Regions from separate parts of the Mus musculus genome. Here region 1 is linked to region 2. The links are chromatin contacts, called in public promoter capture Hi-C maps. All regions are on one chromosome and are shown on one strand. The core of a region is the stretch at or near the end of the contact, and the rest is flanking DNA. Distances in the headings are between cores, read along the strand shown. Region 1 holds the start of A1bg (alpha-1-B glycoprotein). Region 2 overlaps Nsmce2 (NSE2/MMS21 homolog, SMC5-SMC6 complex SUMO ligase).

Region 1 (6,325 bases), core at 545-3,044, 1.5 Mb before region 2:
CAGAGAAGAAAATAGATACCAAGAACAGGCTCAAACAACAAAGTGAGGTAACTACAAGCTAAGCATTGCCAAAGATTCCCAACATCCCTGAAGTCCTAAAAACAGGCAAGGACAAACCAGGACCTCCCAAACCTCTTGATTTCATATACTGGACTTCTAGAACTTTGAGGAATACCCTTCTGCTGTTTAAGCTCCAAGGTGTGTGGAAACTTGATATACCATCTTCATTCCTGAATGCCAGCAGTTAGTACTGGTCCCATTGTGTGTGCTTATATCTGATTTGTCATGGCCCCTTGGCTCACCGAGTAACTCCTTAGAATCTTTGGGAGGGGATAGAGAAGAGGCATCAGTCTGTCCTAACCTGAGCCACATGCACTTCTCCCAGGGGAAGGACAGGTAGAAGTCCTCTTAGAATGGTATTGTGGGAGTATGATTTCTGATTCACTTTCCCTTCTAGGTGGGATTACCTGGCATGTGCTTGAACACTTAACAAAAACCCAACAATCACTCACTTACCTTTGCAACTTTACTGCCGCCTCTTCTGAAAGTATCAAGGTAGTTTTGCTACTCCTCCAGAAACAGAAAAAGTAAATTAATTTCATTAAATGTTTCCAACTTGTTCCTCATGTAATGATGGCAAAAAACCATGACTCCAAAAACAAAACTGATAGAAATTCCATTGCTGTGACTGAAAATTTATATTAATGTATTTTTATCAGATTGTAAGCCTGGTACCTATACATAGCAGGTTCTCTAGATAAAATAGAGAGAAATGAGCACTATGCAGAAAAAAAGTTCACTATTTTCTTTCACTTCAAATTTGATTGTTCCTCTATGTGTATTTTAGGATGTGTTGGGGTCCTCATGAAATAAGGACATATATTTATAAAAGTATGAGCTGTTTCCTACTTGATAATTCTAGAGAAGGAACAAGAGAGTCTGAGAAGAGATATTAGAAACCAGAGAGGAAGAAATGAATAGCTTTAATATAACAAAAAGGACAAAAATACTCAGAAAAATAAAGAAAAACAACTTAAACTGCAGAGGTTTCAATCGTGATTTGAGGCACCAGGGAAAATAAGCTCAGCTTAGAACATCCTACTGCGATGGGTGTGAGTCAAGCCAATGCTGAGATTCAGCTGGCCCTTAGATATCATCATTTGGAAGAAGGATACTGACTTAACAAGAGATTTCTGGGGGGATCAGGGAGTGCCGAATTAAGCCCTCATCAGGTGCCTTGCAGGCTGCAGTGTCTTAGAGTGGCAATGCCAGCCTTCTTGCCATTGTCCTCTCGGTTGAGGACACATGGAAATAGGAAGGCATGGCCATCTAGGAGACACACTGTCAGTTCCTTATGGAAGAGGCTTTGCTGGAGAGCCATATGGGTCCACTGACAAGTATTAGGCCTTGCAGGAGCCCCTCCCAGGTGTTTACTCCACTCTGCCTCCTCGTGAAGTCCACAGTGCAGCAAGAACAGCCTCTCTGGAACCTTACAAAGTGACAAAGGAGGATTCGTTCTTTGGGTGAGAGTGTCCCCATGGGTCAGTGACAGTTCTGGCACGTGTTCACACCTGGCTCTAGTCAGGACAGGATAAGAGGATTTTACTGTTATTATCAGTTTGTCTTGATAATTACGCATTATTATTGATTAGCATTATTGCTGAATCCCCGCTGTTCCCATGCCAAGCAGCTGCCTCTCTGCCCCTACCTTCCAGGAAGGGCAAACAAAGTACAAGGTCAGGGCCTCAGATTAATTTGCCACCGCAGATGCTCCCTACAGACACTCCTGCTGAACTGAAGACCCGCCATGTCTCTGCTGGCTACTGTACTGCTGCTCTGGGGTGAGATGTCCTGAGATCTAGAACTTTTGGGGCAGGTGTGGTATGAATGGAGACTCACACACTATTATCTCTACAGGGTTCACTCTGGGCCCAGGAAATACTCTAATGCTCGGTAAGTTCAGCAATGGCCTATGGGTTACGGGGAACCCCATTTTTCTAAAAGCTGCAAGCTAACCCTGACTCCTTTGCTTTCCAGATTCTGGCAGTGAACCTAAACTATGGGCAGAGCCTCAGTCCCTGCTGGAACCCTGGGCAAACCTGACCCTGGTGTGTGCAGTTGATTTGCCGACTAAGGTCTTCGAGCTGATCCAGAACGGGTGGTTCCTGAGTCAAGTCCGACTTGAGACACAGGTGCTGTCATACCGCTTTTCCCTGGGGGCCATTACAAGTAACAACAGTGGCATCTACCGCTGCAGATGTGGCGTGGAACCCCCTGTTGACATTCACCTGCCAGCACTGAACAAGTGGACCATGCTAAGCAATGCTGTGGAGGTGACAGGGAAAGGTAAGCAAGGTGATAATTGGGAAAATAGATGGAGAAGCTTCGATCCACCTGACCTGCTATCTCTTTGCTTCAGTTCAATCCTCTATCAAGTGGACACATTTATTTGGCCCCTAGAGGCTTGTAAGTGGTGAATTCCATTGAGTTCTTGGGACCCACCCATCACAGAATAGTATTCTGTACCCTTTCTCTTGCTCAACCCCACTTCCCTTGCTCTGGCTGGCCCTGACTCCTTTCTATTTTCTGAATCTAGAGTGTATACTCTCAGAGTCTCCGGCAATAAGACTGAGGCACTCACCTATATCCCCTCTCCCACCCACAGAGCCCTTGCCTCGGCCCTTGGCTCATGCTGATCCAGTCGACTGGATCACACCTGGTGGCCTGCCTGTATACGTGATGTGCCAGGTTGCAATGCGGGGTGTGACCTACCTGCTGAGGCAGGAAGGAGTGGATGGCGTCCAGAAACCTGATGTCCAGCACAAGGGAACAGCTGGCTTTTTAATCTACAAGCCTGGCAACTACAGCTGCAGCTACCTAACCCATGCAGCAGGTGAACCCTCTGAGCCCAGTGATATTGTGACCATCAAGATGTATGGTGAGTGTTAAACCCCGATACTGAAAAGCTTTGTGTAAGACCTGACACGTAGTGCCCAAAGATAAGCCAGTTGCTCCTGAGCTGTCACAGAATGTCAGAGGTTTGGGGGCTGAACAGAGGGAAGCTCTCAGTGCCACCCTACAAAGCAGAGTGTCCTGGACTCCTCACTCAGTGCTCTTCCCTGGCTTGCAGCCTCACAGGCTCCACCCACTCTGTGTTTGATGGGAAACTACCTAATGATCTACCCCCAGAAGACATATGAGACCCTTGCCTGCAAAGCTCCTCGGAATGCAGCTGAATTCCAACTCAGGCAAGGAGGGAAGGTGCTGAAAATTCATGGGTTTAGCCCCACCAGAGATGCTATCCTGTACTATGTGAACTTGAAGGAACTGGATAACCCAGGTCCTTTCACCTGCCGCTACCGGATGCACAAATACATGCACGTTTGGTCAGAGGACAGCAAGCCCGTAGAGTTAATGTGGAGTGATGGTAAGTCTCCTAACAGGGTGACCTTTGAAAGGCAAAGATGATGATCTGAAGTGAGCAGAATGGGGATCCCAAAACAGAACCTCCAAATATGAACGTATTGAGCCCACTTAGCCTTGGCGTCCCAAGCTCTAAGTAGGACAATTAATACAGCAACCTGGAACCCTGGAAAGAATTGGGTCACCAAAAACGACTGGCCCAGACTTCAGTGGGGCTCCACCCCTCATTGTATCCTAGCAGGAACGAAGTAGATTTGCTGGCTGTCAACAGACTGGCAGGGCTGGGATGTTGAAGGGATGGCATGGTATTAAGCAATGCTGCTTTATGGTGCCCTTCAGAAGCAGGCAAAGGAGGGAGTAGGGAGGTCACTTTAAGCAGAATGCTTAGCTGGAGCACAGGCTGGAACATGTACAGGGCCCCTGCCATGTCTTCAGGCTGAGCCAACATGTTTGCTCCTTTACAGAGACTCTACAAGCTCCGGTACTTACTGCAGAGCCATCGAGTAGGGACCTTGAGCCTGGTTCAACGGTGCAGCTTCGATGTACTGCACCCGTATCCGGCCTGCGCTTTGGCCTGCAACGCCAGGGCAAACCGGAATTAGTTGTGGTGCAAATGCTGAATTCGTCTGGGACCGAAGCAGTCTTTGAGCTGCACAATATCTCAACAATAGACTCTGGAAACTACAGCTGTATCTACATGGAACAGGCACCGCCATTCTCAGGATCTTCTTCCAGTGAGCCCGTGGAGCTGCGGGTGAATGGTAAGCTAAAAGTGGCCACGAGGGTGGGAGGAACAGAGGGTTACTTACGTAGGGACCAGTATTCCTGTGTTATGATCTGTGAGGAGCCATCCTTTCCGGGTTATACCTTAATGAAGTATTGGGCTCTGAGAACCTTGAAGAGGCCTTCCCCAAATGTGAAACATGCAAATCTGGTTTGTTTCCCAACCTTTGAGCTGGAAGGCCACTGGTCCAATGAAGTTCAATGGTATTAGGATCTAAGGGGGTTGTGTATGTGTTCAAATGCATATTCCCATGCCTCGGTTTCCCGATGATGCCTGTATCTCAGAGCCACTCATGCCATTGACTATCTTTGAGTTAATATCTGATTTTTATAGAACTCTAAAGATCTTGGGGTTATTGGATCAGAAGTCTGGCCCAGACTTAGGTTCTGACCTCAGACTTTTAAACTGTGCTTCTGCCAGAAGTACTTTTCTGAAGGGACTCTTCACAGCTTCAAAACTTTGGGTACCCTTTGAAATACCCCATGGGACAGGCCAAGGCCAGAGAGATCCCACAACCCTTGTGACTTTGGATGTTAAATACCTAGATGAGATGCCGAAGTTCCCACACCAGCACTTATGACACAAGGCAGGAGAGGGAGCTGTGTCACTCAGAGTGATGGCATAAAAGAAGTACCTAGAGCAGATCCAACATAGGAACTGCTCTGGCCGGAGATGCCACAACTTCATTACCATCCTCCCTTACAGGGCCACCACCCAAGCCAAGGCTGGAAGCTCTGTGGAAAAGCACAGTACATCTGGGTCAGGAAGCCATCTTTCGATGCCACGGCCATGTGCCTAGGGTCAGCATGGAGCTGGTACGTGAGGGCTTTAAAACACCCTTCGCGGTGGCCTCCACAAGAAGCACCTCAGCTTACCTGAAGCTGCTCTTCGTCGGTCCCCAACATGCAGGCAACTACAGCTGCCGCTATACGGCCCTGCCGCCCTTCACATTTGAATCAGGGATCAGCGACCCTGTGGAGGTTATAGTAGAAGGTTAGGCTCTCCTGAGCTGTGTTTGAGGTTTTGGGTTCTTAATATTTCCAGAGCTGTACACTGGCTAATTGCTTCACCAAGGTCAGTGTGGAAAGGCCCTGTGGCAACTTGCTGAGTCAATGAAGCCATTTCTTTGTCTAGGCCGCTAATGTGGCTGCAGACACAAAAAAAGTGTTCTTGGGAAGGGTTCAAGACAGGTATAATACCCATTCTTCTCAATGTAAGATAACTTCATTTTCTCTGGACTTAATAAAGGTCAAGTAAAAATTTGTTTAAAGCATGCCTTTCATTTGTGCATCTAAGGCAGCTGCAGATCCAGAAGGATGTTATTCCAAGCCTGGGATATGGTGTCTGTAAAGAGGAGAGGCTTGGGTTTAGATCCTAAGGATATAAAGGTAAAAGCCAATCTCTGTTTGGCTGTCTCATAGCTCCCAAGCATTTCTTCCTCTTCCAGCATGTGTATACATGCAGCTTGAAGCTCTAATTAAGTCTATCTTAGCTTGGAAGGGTCTGTGCCTACCCTAGCAGTAAGTTAGAAAATACTACACTAAGGGTTCTGGCTGTGTTTTTATATCTTACAAATATAATCTGATGGATGGCATCAGAGTGTGTCTAAATCAATTCATTGTCTGAAGTAACTCAACTGGAAAAAATCAAAACAGCAAAACATCTTCAGAGCTGAGCCAGTATTTTGTTCCCTTCAGGCCTCAGTGGAACCTGAGACTGAGGTCTGAAGAGTTGATCCCTGAGGCAGAACTAGGACCCTCAACTCAAAACCACCCTGCCTCTTTGCTGTGTACCCCACCAAAACCCCAATGCTCATGGTCCCCAAATAAACTATGTCTCCCTGTGACCACTGATCCTTCAGTGCCTTTGTTCAGAGGGGGCTCTTTTTTTTTTCACCTCTTACTTGGATGTTAAAATACTGACTCAGGCTTTAAATATGAAGAATCATTTCATTCATTAATTTTTTTATAACCAACAAATTCTAATTGGAAGTTGAGAAAAATTGAGAGGTCAATTTTGTTAGTGGTGATCTCAAAGACAGACAATACATGGTCCCTGTTCTTAAAGAAGATACAGCCTAGGACAGGGCAAATACGTAATGAGAAAGCTCTTACCCCA
Region 2 (5,502 bases), core at 1,975-4,474:
AATTTAGCCATACAATCCTACAGTTGAAGAGGTCAGATCCAGATGGCTACCTGCAGGATGACAGGTTGATGAAGACAGGATGTCAGCCTACTAGCATGCACTTACCAACTTTGCTGAAAAGTGATGTTTTGGTAGAAGCAAACCCAGGGCCCAGATCTTATTTTCAAAATGTCAATTTCCAATTAGGAGAACTAGGACTCTTTGGAGATGTCGTTGATAATGTGCCCAGAGTATAAAGAAGACAATACCCACACCCCCTTTTATTAAACATAGATTGTATCATACAACATAATCTGAACATTGTTTCCCCTTCCTCTACTCTTCCCAGTTCCTCCCCACCTCCTTCCCCATATAGATCCACTTCCTTTCTGTCTCTTACTGGGGGGTGGAGGGGGGCGTGCGGGAGGGGGGGGCAGTGCTGGAGGGGGGGAACAGGCTTCTAAAGGATAACAAAACATAGCAAAATAAAATATAATAAGAAAAAACAAACACCAACTTGATTTACTTGTCGGATAAGGCAAGCCAACAAAAAAATTAAAGAGCCTCAAGAGAAGGCACAAGAAGGCCTATTCTTTTACACACTCAGGCCTCCCATAAAAGCCCTCAACTGAAAGCTATTATATATATAACGCAGAGAACTTGGTGCAGACCCATGTAGGCGCTGTGACTGCTGCTTCAGTCTCTCAGAGTTCCTATGAGCCTTGCTCAGTTGTTTTAAAGGGCCTTGTTCTCCTGGTATCCTGTGTACTGTCTCCCCCACTCCTTCAGTCTCCTCTTTGGCAGGATTTCCTGAGCTCTGAGGGGAAGGATTTGATGAAGACATCTTGTTTAAAGCTGTGTGTTCCAAGGTCTTAGAAAAAAACAATTTAAAGAATTCCAACTAAACAAAAACACTACTCATGTATGTAGTAAAGACACCTAGCAAACACTGCCAGAGCCAAGTGGTGTAGGGTAGCATGCTGAGTCCCTCACGGAATGTGATTAGGAGTTTGGCTTCTGTCATCTTCTTCTAAAAACATAAAATTGCCCTTAACTCATAAGAAAAACATTAAACTCCAACTGAGGGACATTTCACACAAAGTCAAACTTTTTTTTTTTAAGGGAAAAGAAAAAGGTTATACAACTCAAGAAGTGACTAAATGCAATGTGGCAGCCAGGACTGCATCCTGGACAATGTATTGAAAAGGGACACTGGGGCTGGAGAGATGGCTCAGAGGTTAAGAGCACCAACGGCTCTTCCAGAGGTCCTGAGTTCAAATTCCAGCAACCACATGGTGGCTCACAACCATCTGTAATGGAATCTGATGCCCTCTTCTGGTGTGTCTGAAGACAGCTGCAGTGTACTCATACAAATAAAATAAATATAAAAAAAAGAAAAAGGGCCACTGAAAAAATGTTACTAAAACAGAAGTTTAGTCTGCAATAACACACCAATGTTTTATGTAGCTTTGATAAATGTACTATGCACTAAGGTCTGAGCAAGTAAGGGCAGTGGGTAGAGACATTTGGGAACTCTCATTCCAAGTGTTTGTAAGTCTATTATTATTCCAAAATTTAAAAAGGATACTTTCTAAAAGAACAGTCTGCAAAATGGGACAAAAGAGACTGCAAAAAAAAAATCTGTTATTTAGTGTAATTTTGTTTGCATGTAAATAAGACACTGGTTAGAGAGCACCCAGTGACTTAAAACTAAGTACTCAGCAGAATACCAATGAAACACACACACATGTAGCCAGTCTCTGCCCAGGGCCGCCTTTAAAGTGAGGAGCTTAATACAGCAGAGTAGCATGTGTCTGTACTCCAGCCAGGTAGCTGAGAAAGAAGATCACTTGAGCCTACGTAGCTTTGGAGGCTAACCTGGGCAACACAGCAAGACCATAGTTCAAAGTAAACCCTAAACAACAAAGGAAATAACTGTCTCAAACCCAGAATAACCACAAAAAGGCAGTCACTTCAAGTCTTCACATGCAGGAAAAAGCAAGCTCTAAGAGATGAAGCAATCATCTAGGCTAATAGAGAATTTGCATTTTAATTCACGGATGTATTTTTGTACAAAGTCAATTCTGACCCTAAGGCTCTACAGGATCCATCTTTTCAAATGCTCAAATAATTACAGCAAAAACAAAGCAACTGACCAATATGAATATTATGTACCAGCTCTGTAAAGAGCATTTTAGATACATTCCTTAATACTTTACAGCAACTCCAAATACGGCAGGTGTTAGGGAGATGTGGATGGGTGGATGGTTAAGGACCCTACAAGACATTCACTGCTATTTTACATCATCACTACTTATAAAGGAAAATAACCTGAAAGTTAAAGTCACAATGATACTAAAGTGGGCAGCCAGTGCATGATTCTGTAGTTCTGAAAGCCCAACATTACCCCATCCAGACAACCAAAGGATTATGTTCCCTCTGGGGACAGAGGAGGACCCCTCTCTTCATCTCACCTGGCCTCTCCTGCATCTTGGACAAAGTTCATCTCCAAAGAAAAGTGCTGAAGCTTTCACCACTGGTGGTGGCAACAGCCTGGAAAGGCCTCAGCTGAAGTTAATCTTCACCCTGAAGCACTTGCAGCTCCCTGAATGTGTCAGGTTCTAGGGAGCAAGTCATTTCTCACTCATTCTGAACATCTTGGGAGCAAAGGTGCCATGTGCCCTTCTGTCCCAGTCCATCTTTACAAGGATGCTTATGTAAGAGCAAGATCTCACAAGACTAAGATGGCGTCTACTTCCAAAAACTGGACCCCTGAGCCTGAGGTTCCTTAGTTGTGACCTCAACCCTCCTGGGCTCTCCCATATCAGCTCCAGAAACCATGAGGCATGGAGACAGGAAGGTAAACCAGAACAGGCATACTATCTGAGGTATAACAACAAAAGCTGCTGTCTTTGACTTAGGGGTTTCCTACCTCTCAAGCAGCCATGAAGCTTACAGGCAGGTTTGTCAGCTTTCATATCAGGACAAATACTCATCAATCTTTTCCAGTCTGTTTCTAGTACATGAAACAGCTACTCACCTTTAACCTGCAACAGCCCATGTGAAGCCTGTCCTGAAGGCTCTCTCATCTACAATTCCCACCAACTCCAGGGTTCCACATGGTTGCTGGGAAAAGGTTTTCATCACAGCACCTTTAGAGAACTAGTCATCAAATGAGTCCCAGCTCAAAACTCATACTCAGCACACATGAATAGGACTGCTTCAAGCTTGATGCTAAGCTCTATCAGGGGAAGGCATACCACGAAAACAGCAAATCCACACAGCTGGACTCCCGCAAGATCACAACCTTGCATACTTCAATGAACACTATCAAGAAAGTAAAATGCAGCACACAATAGGAAAAATACCAGCAGATCATGTCTTATATCAGACTTTTCTCTAGAATATATAAAGAACTTAGACACTGGATTTAAAAGTGCACAGGATATGAATAGGCACTTCTCCAGAGATTTCTCTAAGAGCCCAAAAGCATATGACATCATTACATAAATGCCAACTGAAACCATGCTGAGATACTAACGTGAGAATGGATGCTGAGCAGCACAATTAATAGTTACATTTGCTGCTGTGCTACACACAGCACCATGTGACCAAAAGCTTATCTGGGCTCTGGTCCCAGAGGATTTGAATCCATCTCGGCTGGGAGGCATGACATCAGGGAGCCACCTGCAAGCATGGTGCCAAGAAGGTGAGAGCTCACATTGCAAGAGAGAAGTAGAGAAAGCAAACTGGAAGCAGGGATAGGCTATAAAATCTGGAAGCCCTGAGACATCCATCCTCCAGCAAGACTGCACCTCCTAAACCTCTCCAAACAGCACCACCTACTGGGGACCAAGTAATGCAAATACCTGAGCCTAGTGAGGGCATTCCTCGTTCAAAGCACAAGCATCCAAGAATAATTTAGTAATATTAACAACCCAGGGTCCACCAACTGGTAGATCTACAAAATGTGGTATAGCTACATACTACATAATGGAGTATTATTAAACTATAAAAATAAATGAAGTGCTAACTGATTAAATGCTGATGGATCTAACAACACAGATGAACCTTGCTTGAAAACAAGAACACTCCAACCACAAAAAACCACATTTTATATAAAATTCACTTCTATATGAAATGTCTGAAACAGGTAACTCCACAGCTATAGAGCCATAGTAGATCAGTGGCTCCTGGAGAGACTGGCGTGCAATGCTAAAGGACGCAGGGTCTGCTTCCTTTCTTTTCCCTTCCTCACTTCCTTTCTTGTTGGTCTCCTCTCCTCTCATCACTATACAGCCCAGGCTGTCCTTGAACTCACAATACTCCTGCCTCAGTCTCTTGAGTAATGAAATTATAAGTATATAATATCACACCTTGCCAGGGGTTGTGGTTTTGAAATGATTGTGGTAACGGTTATGTGTATCCATGAATATAATTTTAAAAACCCCACTACATTATACATTTTACATGGGTAGATAATAAAATGGACAAATTACAAAAACGAAAAGGCTAATGGACTGTTAGATGGCTGGAGGAAAGACTAAAGGAAAAATAGACTGATATGGTGGTTTGAGTAGGAATGGCCCCATACGAAAAGATCTTTACCAGTCCTAATTCACATAGGGGGCTAATATCCAATATATATAAAGAACCCAAGAAGTTGGACTCCAGAAAACCAAATAACCCTTATTAAAAATGGGGTACAGAGCTAAACAAAGAATTCTCAACTGAGGAATACTGAATGGCTAGGAAGCACCTAAAAAAATGTTCAACATCCTTAATCATCAGGGAAATGCAAATCAAAACAACCCTGAGATTCCACCTTATACCAGTCAGAATGGCTAAGATCAAAAACTCAGTTGACAGCAGATGCTGGCGAGCTGGGATTGCAAGCTGGTACAACCACTCTGGAAATCAGTTTGGTGGTTCCTTAGAAAATTGGACATAGTTCTACCAGAAGATCCAGAGATACCACTCCTGGGTATATACCCAGAAGATGCCCCAACTTGTAATAAAGACACATGCTCCACTATGTTCAATGCAGCCTTATTTATAATAGCAAGAAGCTGTCTCCTGATATAGCTGTCTCCTGAGAGACTCTGCCATGCCTGACTAATATAGAAGTGGATGCACACAGTTATCCATTAGATGGAGCACAGGGTCCCCAATGAAGGATCTAGAGAAAGTACTAAAGGAGCTGTAGGGGTTTGCAGCCCCCTTGGAGGAACAACAATATGAACTAACCAGTAACCCCAGAACTCCCTGGGACTAAACCACCAACCAAAGAAAACACACAGAGAGACTCATGGCTCTAACTGCATATGTAGCAGAGGATGGCCTAGTCGGTCATCAATGGAAGAAGAGGCCCTTGGTCCTGTGAAGGTTCTATGCCCCAGTATAGGGGAATGCCTATGCCAGGAAGCAGGAGTGGGTGGGTTGGGGAGCAGGGGAACAGGGGAGAGGAAAGGGGATTTTTGGAGAGGAAATTAGGAAAGGGGATAACATTTGAAATGTAAATAA

What was found. Promoter capture Hi-C pulls out the DNA fragments that hold promoters and counts their contacts.
Region 1: a contact with region 2 is called in a promoter capture Hi-C map of liver, with 3 times the contacts expected there. The contact joins the promoter of A1bg here to the enhancer-like site in region 2. A contact is called at or near these places in 5 of 39 promoter capture datasets (the SN4741 cell line, hippocampal neurons, liver and 2 more).

The regions. Positions count from the first base shown.
Region 1 is chr15:60,916,739-60,923,063 of GRCm38.p6, reverse strand. A1bg (alpha-1-B glycoprotein) reads left to right here and starts at 1,794. Exons shown (of 7, transcript NM_001081067.1): 1 at 1,794-1,841; 2 at 1,918-1,953; 3 at 2,038-2,346; 4 at 2,666-2,938; 5 at 3,131-3,427; 6 at 3,888-4,184; 7 at 4,913-5,475. The coding sequence starts at 1,808. The coding sequence ends at 5,205.
Region 2 is chr15:59,395,708-59,401,209 of GRCm38.p6, reverse strand. The region is part of intron 2 of Nsmce2 (NSE2/MMS21 homolog, SMC5-SMC6 complex SUMO ligase); the gene reads right to left. Among named protein-coding and RNA genes, the nearest start is that of Nsmce2, 24 kb to the right of the region's middle. Within about 2 kb of position 3,224, at least 47 of the 459 cell types and tissues checked have an H3K27ac peak or open chromatin away from gene starts, as enhancers often do. A contact at or near this core is called in liver, where this site is marked.